Regions from separate parts of the Mus musculus genome. Here region 1 is linked to region 2. The links are chromatin contacts, called in public HiChIP or PLAC-seq maps. All regions are on one chromosome and are shown on one strand. Each heading gives the region's core, a stretch centred on a gene start, on an enhancer-like site or on the middle of the called end of the contact. The rest is flanking DNA. Distances are from core to core; before and after follow the strand shown. Region 1 holds the start of Phf24 (PHD finger protein 24). Region 2 holds the start of Cntfr (ciliary neurotrophic factor receptor).

The links. HiChIP or PLAC-seq counts read pairs in DNA pulled down with a chosen protein or histone mark.
Region 1: an H3K4me3 HiChIP or PLAC-seq map of embryonic stem cells shows a contact between it and region 2, with 8 times the contacts expected there. The contact joins the promoter of Phf24 here to the promoter of Cntfr in region 2. A contact is called at or near these places in 1 of 39 promoter capture datasets (the HPC-7 cell line) and 2 of 115 datasets of contacts at active chromatin or transcription factors (embryonic stem cells and stem cell-derived neural progenitor cells).

The regions. Positions count from the first base shown.
Region 1 is chr4:42,915,902-42,921,423 of GRCm38.p6, reverse strand. It overlaps Phf24 (PHD finger protein 24), which reads right to left and starts at 4,181. Exons shown (of 9, transcript NM_001346526.1): 1 at 4,010-4,181.
Region 2 is chr4:41,692,270-41,698,192 of GRCm38.p6, reverse strand. It overlaps Cntfr (ciliary neurotrophic factor receptor), which reads left to right and starts at 2,740. Exons shown (of 10, transcript NM_001136056.3): 1 at 2,740-2,882.

The DNA.
Region 1 (5,522 bases), core at 2,932-5,431, 1.2 Mb before region 2:
AACCACTGGCCTTTGTTTAAGGAGACTGAAGCTTAAAGGACAAATACAAACAAGAAAAAGAGAGCAATGGAGCCAAATCACTGAGTGTTTCAGAGAGACCATAGCAACAGGAAACAATCTCCATCAAACAGAGATCATAACATGTAAAGGGTTCTCTAACTCATAATGTGCTATCCACATAGATGACTTGCACAGGGAGGCAAGCGTGCGTGTGGCCAGTTTGCTCAATATGTATGGGTAAGAGTAACTTGGGCAGGGGTTGGAAGATGAAGAAGAAGCTCATCTTAGCAGTTAGTTGTCGGTGGGTGATACCTGGGAGACGGTACACTCACACGGACCACCGTGGGGAGCCTCCAAAGCCATATTTCCCCTGGTACTTTTCCTGCACTTTGTATTAATAGCAATCGAGTGATGAAATGCAGACTGACTCTATGCAAACTCCTCGAGGGCAGGAAGTCTCCTGTTTATACAGCACAGTGCTGGCAGGTCAGCAGCACTTAGGGTGTGTGCGGACCTCTGAGAGGATTGCCGGCAGGTGGGTGGAGCATGGAGAGATGCTATAATGGAACCAAGAGTTGCCTGTCCAGCTGGACACTGACAGCCCATGCTTCTCAGCCCAAAGCTGGTAGAACAGTTCCAATCAGAACATAGTCATTAAGACTGAAGGAAGGGACTAGATAATGATGTTCCCGTCAGCTATGGATAGGTGAGGTGACTCTGGGGAACGAGGAAGCATCGCTAGACAGGCATGTGGCACCCAAAGACAACAGATACTGTAGCTGAAGAGATGGGAGACGATGATCCACTTAGGAACAGGTGTGCTGGGAGAAACGAGAAGCCGTGGAAAATGGGCCTGGAGAGCTCTTATTATCCATGAAAAGGAAGCACTTAAAAAATACATGGGTAGTGTGGGAAGAAGAAAACGGCTACAGTGTGGCCAAGAGAATCTATGGAAAATCCAAGGCTGAAAATCCATACCCATTTGTGTATACTCAAGTGGGGGAGGGGCATTCTCCTCTTATTTCCCTTTGGATTGAAGCATTTTATTTTTGAGAAGATTAAGGCTATGCTCAGGCACTAGTCTGACAAGTTTTGAAATTTAATGTTTACTCAATACTAGACATTAGGAGATGGAACCAAGGATCAAAGTTTTGGGGAGCACTTAGATCAATCAAGTAATTTTCCCAAGTTACCAGGGAGTGTGATATTCAGAGTCCTCAGTGAAAAGACCACCATCATCATCACCATCATCATCACCACCATCATCATCATCCTCATACTCCAACAAGAAATATCTGAGAGCCTTTTGGCCCAGCATCTAGGAGACAGAGATTGGCAGATCTCTGAGTTCGAGGCCAGCCTGGTCTACAGAGCAAGTTCCAGGACAGCCAGGGCTACACAGAGAAATCTTGTCTTGGAAAAAACAAAAAACAAAATAAAACAAACAAAAAGAAGTGTCTGAATTAGAACAAATGCCACCATATTTGCAGGCTTGGTCTTGGTTTTCTCTTAAAACAACACACACACACACACACACACACACACACACACACACACACACACACACATGCTGGGGAGCTGTGAAAGGCCAGAGCACACTCACTGGTCAGCACTTGGGTTTACTAGGATTGTCTCTGAAATATACATATATCTCAGAGACAATCCTGGTATATGTATTTTATATATATACACATATATATGTATATATATATATACACACATATATATATTTATATATATTTGAACTAATGAGAGGGGATTTAAGCTGAAAGGGGATTACAAACAATTTTATGTCAGATGCTAACTAATATGAACCTCTGTCAGATTTGCTTGTTGAGCTATGCATGAGGTACTACAACTATCCAATCCTTAAGGAGCCAAGTACTTAAGGAAGACAATTGGTCAGTTAGGTTATCCATTTTCCTTGGTAGCTTCCTCTTCTCAAGATGTAATCCCAGACACCCAAAGAAATATTTCTCTCTCTCTCTCTCTCTCTCTCTCTCTCTCTCTCTCTCTCTCTCTCTCTCTCTCTCTCTCTCTCTCTTTTTAGGAGACAATGCCTAGAACTTTCTATGCAGCCCAGGCTGGACTTGAGATTCTCTTGCCTCTACCTCCCAAGTACCAGGATAACAGGCACAGATTACCATAGCCAGTGCAGAAATACAGTGTTTTCTTGGTTTTGTTTTTCTGAGACAGTCTCTCTAGTAGCCCAGGTTGGCCTTCAACTTGTGGCAAGCCCCCTGCCTCAGTCTCTGAAGTAGGTATATATATTTTCAAAGGAAACCAGGACCAAGCCTGAGTATATATGTGAGGGACCCATGCTCTGATCGGCCCTTTTTCATTGGGGCCCAGGTCTAGGAGGAGAGTTTTATGAAAGGATACTAGGTTAGGCTGTGTAGAACAGGACAAAGATGAACAGGGACACTCCAGAACAGCTCTGTGGTAAGTTACGTGGCTTGGCCCTTTCACACTCCCATTTTGGATAAGAAGCAAGAATCTATCTTTGGGCCCAAAGTTATACCGTTAGGAGTCAGCTGAAATGGAAGTGTTGAGGGGTGAGACAGGGGTATGGCTGTATCTGGTTCTCTCCCGGATGACAGATGACCAGCAAGCCTCTCTTGGCTCCCATCCTTTCCACCCGTCTGCTTCTCACACAGAACTCATCAACAGTGTCCTGGGTGGTATTTGTGGATTACTGTCCACTGGTGCATATGCAGGGCCACAAGGGAAGTGTGGGTGACTCCTAGAAGTGACAGTGTCTCTGCTTCTTCACCCCCAAGGTCCTGCAGCAGGGAAGGTGGCCCCTCTAGTCCTCCCAAGCAATTCCCGACAAGGACCACCATACCATTACAGTAGTGCTACCAACAAAGGAAGCCATACATTGAAATCAGGGGATTAAGTGGATAACTGCTCCAATGGCCGCATGCTCTGATAAGCTGCCCCCCTCCCTTCAAGTATCACCTCTGCGGAGCATATGCTACGGCAAAGCTCCACGCTTGACCCTTCAGCACAACTTAGTAACAAACAGCCTCTCTTTCTTCTGTCCCTCCTTGACACTTTTCTCTGAGTTAAATGTGAAGAACAGACTTTGTCATTTGTGATCTCGGGCAAAGTACTAAGCCTGCGTCACAAATACCTAATGTTTAAATGGGGGCAATTTGATGAAGCTGTTGTTAAGTATTATGTAAGATGTTTAAACAGATCTAGCACGGTGCCTGGCACACTAGTTCTCAAGAATGCTTCCCTCCCGCTTAGTCCTTCCTCCAGAAACTTGGTCTTAGTGTTTCTGGATAGTCAAGCTCACAGGCTCAGATATCTTATCTTTGATTTGGAGGCCTCACTGATCTTGGTACCCCTTGGGCCCTGTGCTCTTACAAGCAGTTCCAGTCTCCCTGAAAGTCCAGCGTGAAGCCAACCGGGCTGTCATTCAGAAGAGACACTCTACTGGGGCAGTGTGAGAAATGGAATGAACAAAGGCCACAGCCCCATAGAGTCCCCACTCCTTTCCACTATGTTGAGGGGGACAAATGAGGGCACACTGAGTCCCTCAGGAGGTCAGTGCCAAAGTCCTTGGAGCTATGATGCCACAAATGGATCCCATTTCTCCAGCCAAAGGTTCTTTCTTGGCATCTCTAGGGGCACAGGCTGAGATCACCTGAGGTTCACCAATACCACTGAGAAAGTCCCTGAGGTTCCCAGATGTTCTCCCACGGAGCCAAGTCCAGAGACTACGCTGATGCCACTCCACTTACACAGAAGGCCCCCCTGGGGGCCTGGGGAGGGTGCCTCCACACTGGGGCTGTGCAAGGCACAAAGTGCAGAGCGCCCTGGGCGTCTCCCTCCATGCCCGTCCCACGGACGCTCTCGGGGTAGAGGCGGCGGTCACTGGCGTGCATCCACTTGCACAGGGGCCCCGTGGGGGCGGCTCCCGCACCAGGATCCGAGTCCGGGACCGCAGACCCGCCCCTCGGGGTGACGGCGGGGTCCCACCGCCCCCGCCCTCGCTTACCGGGACAGTCCGCGTGCGGGACGCGGGTCCGAGGCCGGCGGACTCTACGCCGCGGGCCCGCGCTGCCCACGGCCGCTCCAGAGCCGACGTGCTGGGCCGAGCACCGGGAGCGGGCGGCGCGGGCGGCACGACAGGCTGAGGCGGCGGCAGCGGTGGCGCGCGCCCTGAGCACGCCCACCCGCTGCGCGTGCACCCGCGCGAGGCGCCCTCGGCCGGCCCGTGGGCGCGCGCCGCCCCACCCTCCGGAGCCTCAGGCGCGGTCCGCGCAGCCGGCTCGGCCGCGGGCGTGGGGCGCGGTGGGAGCGCGGGCGCGCGGTCCGGGTGCCAGGGGGCGCCCGCACGAGCAGCCGGCAATGCGGCGCGGGGACTGCGCCAGCCCGGCCGCCCGCGGCAAGGTCAGCCCGCCCCGGGAGCTGGCCCCGGGTCGGCGCTGCAGGGGCTGCGGGGACTCTCCCACTCGCACACACCCAGAGCAGAGTAGGGTCTGTGTGGATGCTGCCACCAGCAGCTGCCCGGGGTGAGAAGAACTCAGCCAGGCGACTCTGTCGCACCACCCAGGTCTCAGGGCTCACCGAGGGCACTTACCTTCTTCAGGTTCCCACTGAGCTCGGGAGTGGCCAGGAACCTTCACAAAGACCTTGGCTGCTCCATCCTGCCCTGTGCGCTTTGTCGGAGGCTATTGGTCTTCCATCTCCAGCAGCAGCAGCAGAGCTGTACTGTCATGTAACCCACTTTTCCTGCAGCAGCCTCAGCCTTCGGACTAGCCAAACAGCCAGCTTGTCAGGCGGCCAGTGTTTCTGAGAACTATAACGCGCATTGCAACAAACTCCAGGCTTTGAAGAGGGCAAGAAAAAGACCAAGTAATAAAATATCTAGAACTAGTTGTAGGAAAGTAATGGACGATGTGTACACATGCCCAGAACCCTCTTATCTAAATTACATCTATTTTGTGTCTATCAAACACATGTCACATCATTTTTTGAGCATCTAGTATCCCTCTACCCTACCCCCCTTTCCAGGTGGTATAGGAGATAATTTGTCCTCTAAGTAGAATTTACATAAATTTGGAACTATATATTATTATCACCATCAAATTAATATTAAAAATGCCAAGTGTAAAGGTACTATTTTAAAGACCTTAAATGTCACTCACTGTGCAGCTGCAGCTGGTCAGTAGTTGACTGGGGAGCTCAGGTTGGCCTCCAACTCCAGGCAGCCCTCCTGCCTTGGCCTCCCAGAGGGCTGGCATTCCAGGCCTGAGCTACCACAGTGGGTCAAGGCATTATGTCTTGGAGGAGTCACACTGAGGCACAGAGGTTAAACAGCTTGCCTAAAGTAGCAAGCTCCTATGTCATGGAGATGAGATTGAAATCCAGGTGCTCTGATATCAGAACCCAAACTGCCACTGCAGACTGAGAAGCCGCTACAAAATTGTGTTAACAAGAGCCACCATATTTTCCCCCTTGTGAGACTAATATTGAAGAGCAGACTGAGATTTCTATGTAGTCCGATG
Region 2 (5,923 bases), core at 1,491-3,990:
AACCCCAGGACAGTTAGTGATGTGTCTTTGCTCAGTGGTAGAGCGCTTGCCTGGAATTTCCTGAGTGGGTTCCATACCAATCACCACAATAACAAATGAGCAGACACCTGAAGTCAAGGAAAACGTCTCCAGTGTCCCAAGGTCTCGCAAACTTACTAATTCTGGGATCTCTATTATTGTGGGGCTTCCAGTCTGGGGGTATGACTTCCACTCTGTCATGGGTGAGGCACGTGGTGAAAACGGGTTCCACTGAGGCACGGTTTGAGTGAAGGTGTCCATGAGTGTGGTCTACCTTACCACCGCAAGAGAAGGGGCTGGCGCAGATATGGGCTGGCCTGCTCTCTTACCAGACCTGGAAATGGAGTGTGACCAGAGGTGAAGGCCTGTCTAGGAAGCCTAGCTCTACCCATAGGCCGCTGTTGGCCCAGCTCAGTGGGAAGAATTTAGGTTCTGAGCTAGGTGACCACAGGATGGAAAGGGGACAGATCCTTCCTTGTTCCGTGGGTCCTCAAGGCCTGAGCGCCAAGCCGGAGTCGCAGCCCAAGAACACACATCCCCATCTTCCCGCCAGGTGTCGCTGCGGCCCCGGGGAAATGAACGTGTTTGCTGGTTCCGCTCCAGGAGCTGCCGTCCGACACACCACCACCACCACCACCACCACCACCACCACCACCACCACCACCACCACCACCACCACCACCGTGGGTCCGACGTGTGTCCCTCCTCATCTTCCCCCACACTGGGTCGTATTCCTGGACTTGTGTCGTCTGGTGCGAACAATGAGCCTGCATCAGGTGGCTGCGGCAGTGATGATGGTAGCCTCCCTGTGCCCTGGTGTCGTTTGTGTGTGTGTGTGTGTGGGGTAATCCTGACTGCCCTCAACCTGCAGAAGGAGCATCTGAAAAGTCAAGATGACCCACTCAGGACTTGCAGATCTCCGTGTCCGTTTGTCTGCCTGTCCCCAGACCGGTGTGAGCACGTAGTCTCATCAGCATCGGCTACTCCTCCAGAACCTGACCTGGTCCAGGCCTACCATCAGCACAGAAAGACAGTTCGTGTGTGTGTGTGTGTGTGTGTGTGTGTGTGTGTGTGTGTGTGTGTGCGCGCGTGCCCGCGCCTGCGTGTGTTCCCATCACCAACGCTCCGTATTTCGTCGCCCTTCCTGCATTCCTTCCCGCAGCCGACTAGTTAGGGTCTGTATCCTGGGGAGCTGAGGTGGGTGCAGAGAAGCTGGTTGTGTGCTCTGACCTGAGCTTCGCTGTGTGTCCTTAAGCCCTGGCCCACCTCCTCTGAGCTCCAGTCCAGCCTGACTCCAGACCGTTGGACGGTGGAGCCATGGAAGTGAAAGCGGAAAGCCCCAGCAGTGGCGGGAACGGTTTTTCCTCTGCAGCAGAGTCTCTGAGGCATTGGTTGGGAAAGGGCCCGGGCGCTGTAGGCAGCCTGCTGGGGAACGTGTGAAGAAACGATATTTCCCTCCCCTAGCCCTCAGCCGGGGAACAGTTCCTTGGAGGGGTAAGGCCCAGGGATTATGGGTCAAAGGCCAGTCGAAAAATCCAAGGGGGTGGACCTCCGGTTCTCTGCCTCTGCCATCCCCTTTGCTAATGCGCGTTCGTGTGGCCTCAGAAGTTGATCAGGTTGTCTAACCTTAATCTCCCATATTGCAGACAGAACAGGGGCCTACCTAGGTCCAGTGAAGTGAACACCCTGCCCCCGCCCTCCAAGGCCCAGGCTGCGGGGTGTGTGTGTGTGTGTGTGTGTGTGTGCCAGAGCCAAGCTCAGCTCACAGAGTGTTATGCCCTGCCCTAAAACCGTCCTACCAGGCAGTTAAGTCACAGCTTCCCTAGCTCTCTCCTGGAGGCCGCTTTCCGCTTTCCAGGCCCGGTGGCCTAGGGAATGAGTAGTAATGGCAAGGGCCTGGGTATCCATCCTGGTCCGCTGGAGTCATGGAAGCATAAAACCCGTTAACTCCGGACAAGGGACCAAGAGGGGCTTGTTGATGGGGGTGGTAGAAACAGGGGAGGAGTGAGCGGGCTGATTTATGGGAACTGGGGGCTCTGTCTGGTACTCCTCTCGAGGATGCTAGAAGGACCCCAGAGTTGGTCCCGGGTGTGCCAGAGTGTCCGTGTGAGACACTGAGGGACAGAACGGACGACCGTGTGTGCAGGAGAGACCTGGCCAAAGCTGAGAGTGTGATGAGCGATCACTCGCGGGTGGGTGCGCTCCCGGCCGCCCTAGGAGAGCGGGCGGAGTGGGTGTGGGTGTGCGCGCGCGTTTGCAAGACCCGCGGCCCGAGCGCGCGTGAAGCACGGGGTCCATAGCCGTCCAGAGGGCGCGCCGGAGAAAGGGCGAATGCGAGGGGGCCACGCGTGCCAGTGCGGGCGAGCGTGCCAGCGGGGGGTAGGGCTCCTGCCTGCGCGGGGCGAGTGGGAGTGGGGGCTCACAGGCCGGCGCGGGCGAGCGTGCCCCCGAGAGCGTGCCGCGCGTGCCAGGCGCGGGAACGTGCCAAAGCGGAGGCGCGCGGGGGCCGTGGCGGGGAGGGGGGGTCGTGGTGCGCGGCAGCGGAGGCGCGGGGAGACAAGGCGAGAGGGGGAGGGGAGCAAGGGCGCGCGCGGCCGAGCGGGCGCCCGCGGTCACATGGGCGAGGGAAGGAGGGAGGGAGCGCGCGAGGGAGGGAGGAGGATGGGGGGGTTAAAGCCGCGGAGAGCAGAGGAGCCGGTGCAGAGCGGGCGGCGGCGGCGGCAGTGGAGGCGGCGGCTCCAGCCGGCGCGGCGCGGGGTTCGGCAGTGGGATCCGGCCGCAGTGCTCGCTCCGCGCTCCTGCCTCGCTCCCCGCCTGCAGCGGCCGAAGGGCGCGGCGCGGAGCCCGGGTGGCCCGAGGGCGCGGTGAGTGTTCCGCGGCGGTCTGCGCGAGGCTTGACCCTCGAACGCTCAAGGCGGACAGACCGGCGGCCCTCGTGCGTGCGGGTAGAGTGAGTGAGGGGACACGCGTGGGCCCCGCGGTCGGGGGAGGTAGGAAAGTTCACGAGAAACTTTGCCCGCAAACTCGGGGGCGGGGGCGCACGAGCAGCAGCCCCCTACGTCCGGACGCGCCAGGGGTTGGGCGTGGTGGTGGTGGTGGTGGTGGTGGTGGTGGTGGTGGTGGTGGTGGTGGTGGTGGTGGTGGTGAAGCTGGGCGATCAGGGCTGGAGGGAGGTGGCCAGGGCGGTTAGTCCTAGTGTCCCTGTTCTTCCCACCCTTGAGCAGCATGCGCGGGGTCTGGGAAAATTCCAGAGCTAGGGGGTTCGCAGTGACCCCCCACGCACCCAAAGCTTGCTTCTTTCTCGAGGGGGAAATATCTGGACTTCAAAGTGCCCGGGAGTGTAAAGGGATGGCTGCGCTTCTGCCAGTGCCTTGGGTATCCGTATGAATCCGCTTGTGGGGCGTGTGTGTGTGTGTGTGTGTGTGTGTGTGTGTGTCTCGGTGTGATCCTGCCTATGGTTTTCTCATGAGTCCGCCTGGATGTATCTGCACGCAGTGAGTCCCTTTCAGTGTGTCTCTTTGTAAGTCCTCTGGTGTGTGTGATTCCAAGCCCGTGGCATATCCCCAAGTGTCTCTTTTGTGAGTCTGCCCATGTGTGCCTTCTCCGGTGTTTCTGGGTGTCCCCAGGCTGTATAGAGTAGTGTATCTCCCGGTGCGTGGGGGGCTGGGCCGCGAGGAGGTCACCAGACGGACAGCTCTCCACGACTCCTCTCCTCTGCGAGCTTCTCCAGCGTCTAGCTTTCTGGCTCCCTGGCCCCCCTCCCCCCTCCAGTAGCTTCAGGCGGGCAGGACTATTTCACGCCTTGTTGAAAATTCAGGATTTTCTTTCTTTCTGTCTAGTCTCTCTGTTTGAGAATTCATCCCCCTCACCCCCGCATTTATGTATGTATGTGTTTGTGCACGCAAGTCTAGCATCTTGCCGGCAACACTGGGCGTGTGTCTGTATGCTGTGTGTCTTTAACACAACTTGTTCTGCCTGTGATATATTTGTCTGTGTCACAGGATGTATTTGTGTACCCTATCCTCTGAGGTGGTAAGAGTTGAGAATACAGAGTGTTTGTGCGTTAGTCAACTGTTGTGTGTCCTGCGGTCTGAAACATAGGGTGTATTTTTGTGTGTCTGACCCTGGGGGCTTGCCCAATTGGCTCTTCGTGGAGATGCAGAGCTAGCTTGGATCTGGGAGGTGAGGAGAACAGTGAGTCTCATATTTTGTCCCTGTCTTCACTCTGACAGCCCACACAAATCCTTTCTCTCGGTTTCTGAGGCTCTAGGATTAAGATGGAGCTAAAGGTTCAGACTCTGTCAGAACTGATACTCCAGTCGGGACGCTGACTCTACCCAAAGACTAAGAGTTTAAAGTTCACACTCAAGACTTCCTGGGGCTCTAGAATTCACATTCAGATTCACACTGGAACACTTAAGCTCCTTCCAGAGACTGGGGGTGGGGGTGGGGGGTTACACTCAGAGGGCTTGCATTCAGAGTCACACCAGGGGAGTGGGATTCACATGTAGATTTACACTTCCCTTCTGGGGGGGGGTGCTTGAATATCAGCTCTGCTCTCTTCGGGGGCTCACACTTGCATATCTGTATCCTTTCACTCACGGGTTCACATCCCAGACTTAGAACTGGCCCACAGAAGCTCCATGAGGTTCATGAACTGGTACCCCAGTTCTTGACTCTGTAAGACCCCGGAGACCTCAGGTTGACTCATTCATTCAGGGGCCCTGCCACACTGAGATTAGAGGCCCATATTCAAACTCAGACTCAGCAGGAAGAATGCTGAACTCCCGTGTGAATGCAAGGGCTCTCTCAGGACACTGCAGTTCCTGTCAGGCTGCCATGCCCTCTGTGCCAGCCAGTCCCACTCTGACTCCCAACTCTACAAATGGGGCTCGAGTTCAAGTTCAACAGCGCTCACGTGGAGTCATGTGAGGACCTTTGGTTCACACTTAGATTCACCTGGGGAATTGAAGGGTTAGACTCAAGGGGCTAACCTTGAACTCATACCAGGATCTGGGTCACTCACTCAGATTCACAGGAGGATCTGGGTGTTCCTGCTTAGACGCGTATTAGAACTGTAGTGGCCACACTGTGGATTCTCACTTCTTCCTGTAATCAAGTAGATTATCTTGCTTGGATTTTGAAACACTTGGGTTTTTAGAGGCACTGAGGGCTTGACATTCATACTTAAAAGGGAAACCCGGACTCACACCCAGAAAGCCCCGAAGGCCAAGAATTCACACTTGGGGCTCAGCCGGTCTCTGAGCCTACTTTCTGACCCTCTCCGACCCACAGTCAGGGACACACCTCAGGACCTTGGTTCATGCACCCATCTTTCTTGGCTCTCCCTCCAACACTGCCAGAGAACCATACAACCCCACACTTTGATCTTAGAGTTCATGCTCAGACTGACATTAGATCCTGACGCTCGCACGAAACTCCCACTTCCATCCTGTGGCTCACATGCAGACCCACACAGTGCCAGGGGAGTTGAGACTTTGTCATGTGTTCCCAGGCATGTTCTTTGGGTTGTGGTGCTGCATCAGGGGAATCAAGGTGAGGAACAGAGACATGTCCGGGGTGAAGACGGGGCGTCCGCTTGGTTCTGTTTATTTCTGGTCTTTTACACGGGCTGTGATCTATCTGATGAACAAGATGGTGGGAGACACTGTGCAAGTCAAGCCTTTCTACCAGCCAACTAGGCTCTTGGCAGAATGTCTGAGTGGTTTGATGGTACAGGGGTCAATGAACTGTCAGATTCCTCCATGTGCCATGAAATATTCCTTAAATAGTTGTGGGCACCTTTTCTGTGGTGGAAAGGATCAGGGCGGCGGGGAGGTGGGGGTGAGAGACTCAAGTCCTTAGACAGCTTCTCCCCTCAACCCACTCATCTTCCAGGCTGGGG